Regions from separate parts of the Zea mays genome. Here region 1 is linked to region 2. Evidence: chromatin contacts called from public Hi-C data. All regions are on one chromosome and are shown on one strand. Each heading gives the region's core, a stretch centred on a gene start, on an enhancer-like site or on the middle of the called end of the contact. The rest is flanking DNA. Distances are from core to core; before and after follow the strand shown. Region 1 holds the start of LOC103635029. Region 2 holds the start of LOC100194176 (Beta-amylase 3 chloroplastic).

What was found. A called contact is a pair of places that touch in the nucleus more often than the background predicts.
Region 1: a contact with region 2 is called in a Hi-C map of ear, with 2.2 times the contacts expected there. The contact joins the promoter of LOC103635029 here to the promoter of LOC100194176 in region 2. A contact is called at or near these places in 3 of 25 Hi-C or Micro-C datasets (ear, leaf mesophyll and tassel).

The regions. Positions count from the first base shown.
Region 1 is chr8:30,714,197-30,718,337 of Zm-B73-REFERENCE-NAM-5.0, reverse strand. It overlaps LOC103635029, which reads left to right and starts at 1,778. Exons shown (of 14, transcript XR_004851935.1): 1 at 1,778-1,931; 2 at 3,602-3,753; 3 at 3,909-4,056. LOC100381574 reads right to left here. Exons shown (of 4, transcript XR_002264656.2): 3 at 1,610-1,713.
Region 2 is chr8:30,071,454-30,075,263 of Zm-B73-REFERENCE-NAM-5.0, reverse strand. LOC100194176 (Beta-amylase 3 chloroplastic) reads right to left here and starts at 2,062. Exons shown (of 4, transcript NM_001139224.1): 1 at 1,446-2,062. The coding sequence starts at 1,939.

The DNA.
Region 1 (4,141 bases), core at 529-3,028, 640 kb before region 2:
TTGAGCCCAGCCGCCAGCCCACCAAGGCACCATTCAGCCAAAGTGCCAAACGCCCAACCCAAACCCTAATCCCCTCAACCCTCATTCGGTCATCCCCTGCCCAGCCCCCAGCCACCGAGCACGTGCAGGCAGCAGGCTGCAGCCTTGCGTTCGACGTTCCTGGCTCCTCGCCCCAGCGGCTCAGCCCCCAGGCGGCCAGCAGGAGCACGACGCGTCGCCCAGCAGGAGCATGACGCCCACGGGATGAACATGATCATGATTCCACCAGGATGAACATTGATTTAACCATTTATCGAATCTGATCATTGATTTAACCATTTAGCTATTTTGTTGTTTGCCAGGATGAACATGATTCTACTATCATTGACTAAAAAAATTCAAACATAGCTACTATAGCGCTAGCTCAAGTGCTCAACACTACACTCGGATCAGAATCAGAAGGCAAAAGGTTGAAGACCAAAAGTAGACATGTATTTGTTGTCATCTATTTGTTTTCATGTTGAGACATGTAGACATGTATTTTTGTCATGTTAAGAATGTTGCTTGTTGAAGGACATGTATATTTCTTTAAATTTTTTATTAAATTTTAAGTTGTGTATGATGTTGAATTGGGAAGAAATTTGATTAATTATGTTATTCAATTGCTGAAAATGGTTCTTTTTCATATCCGATAGATATCTAATGGATATCCAAAACCCGATGGACATGGATATAGATATGAATTTCTACCCGCAGGTATAGTCGCGGGCGGATATTGTCTATGACTGTGGATTTGACTACGGGCGGATATTTCCAATATCCGACCCGACCCGACCCGTTACCATCCCTAATTGAACTAAAAAGCTCGCCCTCCGATGATGTTGAATCGAGCATCTACAAACACCAGTCCAAGCTGAACCAGATTACCTCCATTCACATATGCCAGGACTTGCCTATAGTGTGCGTCAGATGTGCTGGGCTCCAAAGGCTCTCCAGTTACGCCATCGGGCACACAGAATTCGGAGTCCAGTCCAATGTAGCGCAATTGTTTGTCTGATCCTTCCTCTGCAGCTGCATCCAGTAGTGTGCCAATCAGTGCACACATCTCCGTCATCATGTCCTGCTAGATATTGTTGATGATCAATTGTGGAACCCCGTCAGCCCTCTGCTGCTGGTGGTGGTGGTGGAACTGAGACTCCTGCTGTGTAACCTCCCAGAGCTGTTGTTGATGCTGGAGCTGAGCCTGCTGGTCTGCAGCCCCCAGGATCTGTTACCGCTGATGCTGCACACCCTCTAAGATCTGATACCGATGCTGCAACTATGTCGGCTGGTATGGCATTGGCTGTGCCACCGCTACACCACCGGGCACAAGGTAGTAAGGGGGTCGCATCGTGCCATCGTGGACTGCGCCACCATGGCCGCATGCTGATCCCAGCTGGTGGCACCCTACCCAAGAACTGCAGCAGTGAACGGAAGCACTGAACGAACAAGAAGATGACGCCCGATCAACCAGACGACCCAATCCAACAGAAACATATAATGGGAATGGTGATCAACCATACAACGCATAAAAAGATGAGATTGCAAGAAACAAGTCGCAAATAATACTATAGAGGAGTAGAGGACTCACCTGAAACAAAATACGGAGGGTACTGAGGAAATTGCATCGTGGGCTGCGCCACCACGGCTCTATGCTGATCCCATTCCCATCCGTGGGCCCCCTCTGTCCAGGAACTGCAATAAGAACACGACGCCCGATCAACCATCGACAACCCAACACAAGAAAATGCAATGGAAACGCCAATCGACCAAGATCAACAATGCAAGAAAAAAACGGTGAAAGTAACTTGCAAGAAACAACAAAATTCAGTCAGATATGTCGCCTAACAAGGAACTACACTAGCGCAAGCATACAGAGGACTCACCAAGATATCTTTACTACTATGAAGAAGGTAAGAGGTAGGCTGCCATTACTGATTCTGCCATTCTCATTCCTGTTTCTACCGTTCTCATTCCTATTCTCATTCCCGATTCTGTCTCCACCCCCGATGCCCCTCCCCCGCGTAACCCCCATGGCTCACCGCACCACACGAAACCTCCGATCCCACGACCTCGACGACGGCCATGGCCGGCAAGCAGATGCAATACCGTGCCCCAACTCGCCCCGCACGTCGCCCATCCTGTCACCCCCACGCGATGGCCGCGACTCCGCGAGACAACCGCTGTCCGCCCCCACCACCCTCCCCCGTGACGCCCTCTCCCATGACGCTTTGTGCGCGTGAGTCTGCGACTGCCGACAGTCGTCGCCGTACTGGAGCCCAATCTGCTGGCTCCCCCTCGACCTCACCACCATGCCCCCATCGGACCCCGTCGCGCCGTGCGTGGCGGCGCCGGTGATGGACGCGGCGTTGCTAGCCGTCATCGTCCCGCCTCGACGTTCGATCCGTGCTCACCACGGTTGGTGCTCGCACGCAATGTGGCGTGGCGAGGTTACTGCGGGCGTCGCGGAGGTGGAGGGGGAAGGGGAGGACGAGGGCACGGGCAAGAGAGCGCATCGCGGTGGACGGTCTCGTGAGTGAGTGCTGCTGCCTGCCCCTCTCTCTCTGTCTGCGTTCTCCTGGTGCTGCTCTCCCTCTCCTCCCCTGCTTCGACCTCCCGCCTTTCCCCGCCGTTTCTTGGATTTCTAGGATCCAGACAACCGCCCTTGTGAGCCTGCCTTCCTGCCTACTACCTGCGTACGTACAGGAGGGACCTTGGGTGATCCGGGTGCTTGGTTTCTTGGTTCTGCGGCTTTCGCTGCTGTTGGATTTGCCGAGTCGGAGCCACCGGAGATGACCGTCGACGAGCTGAAGCTGCAGGCAAGGGCCAGCGGCGGCCACGGCCTAAGGACCAGTTCCCCGTCGGCATGCGCGTGCTCGCCGTCGACGACGACCCGACCTGCCTCAAGGTCCTCGAGAACCTCTTGTTCCGCTGCCAGTACCATGGTACTTCCCTGTATGCTTGGTTTCCTACTCTTCTCATCGGATTGTATATACATCCTGCCGTTCTTTTTCACCTTTATTGTCCCCGATTCGGCTCTTCGGTTTGGTTTTATTTAGTTTCCGTTGTTCGCGTACCAACTATCAAGAAGTCTATGGAGATATTTGGGTTGCTGTTTTTGCATTTTTTTCATCACATAAATAGCAACCCCGACTTTATGCGCCACCCCCACTTCATCCTCCTCCTGTTGTTTTCACCATGAAATATTTTTTGCCATGTAATGTCATGTCAGGCTCAGTTTCATCTTCTTTCTTCTGCAAATAATAATCGGGTTTGACTCTGCCGATCCGATTTTATTTGTACCATGCGCTGGCACACGGCTATATTTAGAACAATCTTATCTTCCAAAGCTTTTCCAACCGCCAGCTGCGCGATTTATGTACACTTGTGTGTCCTGCAATTTCTGGCTGTCCATTTCCGATCTCCACCGTGGTCTGGTTTTGTTCAACGTAAGGAAAAAAATCGTTCTCGCTAACTTTCCTCGGAGTCGAGTGATTCCACATGTATAATGTGTTCCTCCGGGGGGCTTTGACTTGTATACAGCTATACATGCGCTGAACTGTCCGGATTTGTGATGTCGCAGTGACAACAATGGGACAGGCAGCCACGGCCCTGAGCTGCTGAGGGAGAAGAAGGACCAGTTTGACCTTGTGATCAGCAACGTCCACATGCCGGACATGGACGGCTTCAAGCTCCTCGAGCTTGTGGGCCTCGAGATGGACCTTCCGGGGATTAGTAAGCTTTCACTTGCCCACTCCTGTTCGTGCCTTTATTGCAGTTGCAGCAGGCCAATGATCTCAAAATTTTGGCATTGCTTGAAAAATCATCATTGTGAATGAATAGGTCTTGTATGGTACCATCTGGTTACTTTGTTTTTTTACCTCCATTAGACAACTGAAAACCTTGCCCGATTTGTAAAGAAGTTTTCTTGTTCAATGCGGCATTGAATTTGGGAGGAATGGCAAGTCTCATGAAAACTTCTATATGCCCTACACGTGACCACTAAAAGAAAGAGTTAGACAGGACAAAAGGCTGCAGGTATAATGAACGCCAATTAGTTTCCTACAGGAACTTCAATTATTTCTGTTGGTTCAATGTACAATGTGCACAGCCTCTGCACAAA
Region 2 (3,810 bases), core at 813-3,312:
ACAGCTGAGACAATGCCATATAGTTTCACATTACTTGGTAGATCATACGAATAAATGTTCCAATTTAACTGTAGCTGTCATTTTGGGAAGGAATTGTTACCAGCACATCTGATATAAAAGAGAATGATGTTTTGAGGCAATCCATTGGTTAAAAACTTAAAATGCTCAGATACAAGTTACAAAAATTCATTTAGGCTTCACATGATCATATTGAAGTGGACCCTAATGACTTGAGCAGTTGAGTTGAGCTCAAACAGCAAAATTTACAACGGTTATCAGTCTCCCTCCCTCTCCACTAGATTCATCTACTTCTCGAAAAGGCCTCTGACTGAGTTGGTTAGGTGGTCTTAATGTAGCACTTCTCATGTCCTGAGTTTGACTTCTCGTGAGAGCGAATTTCAGGCTAGAGTTAAAAAAAAATCCTTGTTTGCCCCATACTAGCACAGGTCTAAGATCCGGCTCTGGTCATGGTCATTCTCACATGGGCTATGATGCCTTTGTGTATGGGTAGGGTATGGTTCAGCGGTTTTCTCGAACTGCGTGAAAAGGTCTTAATAGTGCAATACTCGGGGGCTGCCATACCCCGTAGGTCGAGTTTTTTTAGATTTCTCTGCTTTAGACCTTAATTGTAGCCTTATTGTTGGGTGCACACGTGTGTAAGGGAAGCACTTCTCTTCAATGTAATGCGAGCGGTATCAGTGCAATGCGGTCATGCTTAGCATGGCAATCTGTGATGTTTAGATAGGGAATCCATGAGCAAGCATGCTCATTACCATTTAGCGGTGTATAGAATACCAGTGCTAAACGATAGCAGTAAATAAAATCCAACTATTTTATAGGCATTGCATTACATACATCATGAGCTAAAATAACAAATCATAGATCGTGAGCGTCGACAAATAATGGAATTTTTTTACTAAATGCTCTGTGCCACATAGCACCGCAAAAGTGCATGTCGCGTGTAGCTAATGATATAACCACAATTACCAATAAATTCGGTCAATTCTGAAGAGAAACCAGATCGCCACACAAATAGTTACACAACCTAGCAAAATAGTTATGAATTGAATTGGTCATCAATCTTCAAGTTGGGCAGCAGTCAGCAGATGTGTTCAACTCCACCACGATGTGAATTTAAGTTTAAATGATGAGCTGACCATACTTGCATGGCCCATAGACATTAGCAATTAACAACTGCGCATAGCATTATACCACCGAGAAGTATAAATGCAGCCTTTTTTATCTACAATTTGTTCCAAAGAAGTGAGTTTCCACATGCACCCCGTCCACATGTGTTCAACTCTGAAGCATATACGTGTACTACTGTACGTATAGTTGAACCTAACAAAAGGAAGTGAAGAGCATAGCAGAGGGTGGGACGGGGGAGAAAAAAAGAGGGATCTTCGTAGGAGCTGATGATGAAGGCAAGGGGTGGAGAGACGCACCAGGGCGGGTCATGTGGTCCGGCGCCGCACTGGTGGAAGGCGAGGATGGCGCGCACGCGGAGGCCGTGGCGTCGGGCCATGGCGGCGAGCTCGAGGTAGCCGGCCCAGTCGTACTCCCCGGGGCGGTGGCGCTCGATGACGCCCCACCAGAGCTCGACGGCGATGCCCGCGACGCCGGCGGCGGCAAGGGCGGCGAGCGAGGCCCCCATGGCTCGGCGGCGCGCGACGCGGCCCCCCGGGCCGACGACGTCGGCTGGGAGCGTGACGTAGACGGGGGCCCCCGGGGGCGCGGCGGGCGGGGGAAGCGGCGAGACGTGGAGGATCTCGCCCCCGCCGCCGCTGCTGCTGCCGGCTGCGCCCGGGAAGGAGGAGGAGGAGGATGGGCGGAAGCGGGAGGACGGGGACGAGGAGGCGGCGAAGCGGATGAGTGGCGCGCGGCGGCGGCATGAGGTGGAGGCCGGATGAGGGGCCGGCGGCGCGGTAATCGCCGCCATTGGAGAAAGACAGGAGAGTAGGAGGCGAGGGAGGGGAGAGGGAGGCGCCTCCCCGGCTCAGCCTCTGCCGCCAGAGGCTGAGGGAACTGTGTGTGGTTGTCCCTCTCCGCCACGATCAGCGACTTCTACTGGGTGGTGTGGTTGGTTTTCGGTTTCGGCCGCCTTCACTTTCCTCTTTCCAGAGTTGAAACTCTGCTCGTCCCTCCTGAGTCCTGAGAAATTGTGTGTCAGCCGTTCCTCCTCGCCATGCGTTTTGGTATGGTTGCCTCTCTCTATTCTTTTCATTTCATCGCTCCAAACAACATCAGTTCTGGGCTATTTATCATGGCAACGACTATTATGCAAGCAGTTACTATGTGCAAGTGTGTAAACAGCTTTTTTGATCCGTTAGATCTAGATCCAGCCGTATGTGTAACCGTGGTTTGTTAGGGTTTTTTTTATAAAACTACACGAGATGGTAGTGAGAGGATTTAAATGCTAAATATAGCATACAGTTAGATCAAGATCTAACGGACTAAAAGATCTGCTTGTACGCTTGCACATAATGGCTGCTTGCATATTAATCGTTGCCATTTATCATCGGTTATTTTATTTTTAAACTAAAACGTAATAAATAAAAAAACAAAGAATATAACTCTTAGTACATATTATACGGAGTCACAGACCTAATGAAGTTCAGACCTAATGAAGTTCTAGTGCACCATCTAGGACTAAAAAATAAGTTTGAGGCTCGTGAGCTGGCTCGAGATTGAACCGACTCGCGAGTCTCAAGAAGAGTCGAACCTAAATTTTAGGCTCGTCGGGGAATGAGCCGAGTTGTTCTGACTGCGTCAATTATACTGAATTAATTAATTTATAGAATCAGTTGTTCTGACTGCGTCAACTGTACTGAATTAATTAATCTATAAAATCATAATGGATTATCGATTCATTTCTTAGACTTTAATGATAAAATAGATAACAATTAAAATTTTCAATTGCTTATAATATTGAATAATGATATTATATTTCATATTTAAATAATATTAATTTAATATATAATATAATTATATTTATCAAAGTGTGGCTCGCACCGAGCCAAGCCAGCACACGATCGAACTTTGAGCCAAGGCGAGCCTCATCCTTGAGCTCGTGTTGTAGACGAGCCGAGCTCGGTTCTACTCGTTTCTAGCTCTAACCATCCCCCTCTCACCTCTGCCACATTAACTCTCAACTCCACTCTCGTCCCTGCTACTCCAATGTATAGTCTGCAGCAGGCTACATCCTCAGTCTATAGCCACACCAACTTTTTTATTTTAAAATTAATTAACTCACGCAGATTTATTTCAATGATCAGAAATCACACAACATAATATTTTTTGTCGAATTAAAAATTATAAAGTGTATAATAATTAAAATATAATTACATGATGATTTAAAGACTACATAAATCTAATTTTCCTTCTCTTCAAGTTCTGCTTCCGGATCCTCTTCTTCGTCATCTACCAGGCCAAGTTCTTTTTGACCATCTTTACAACCTTAGCATGAGTACGTCTTTCAGTTGGGTCCATATCCCTGGTTGATCGGCCCATCAGGATGTTCTATTGCTTCAAAAACTTGGCCTTCACTAATCAACTCTAGAAGTTCTTTATTTTGAATGCTTCACTTGTTGATCTGCTGCTTCCTTCCCTTTCCCCTTTTGTCTTTGTCTTTCTATGATAGCTCGGAAGAAGAAGAAATTCTACAAGAAGAAGAAAGATGGTAAAGCCTACCTAGTTGAATGGGATTCGGATGCTAGCTCGGATGATGATGATGATGATGATGACACCTCATCCAAGCTTAATGCCAGAATTGCCATCAAGGAAGCCCCTTCACTTTTCTCATCCCCTCAT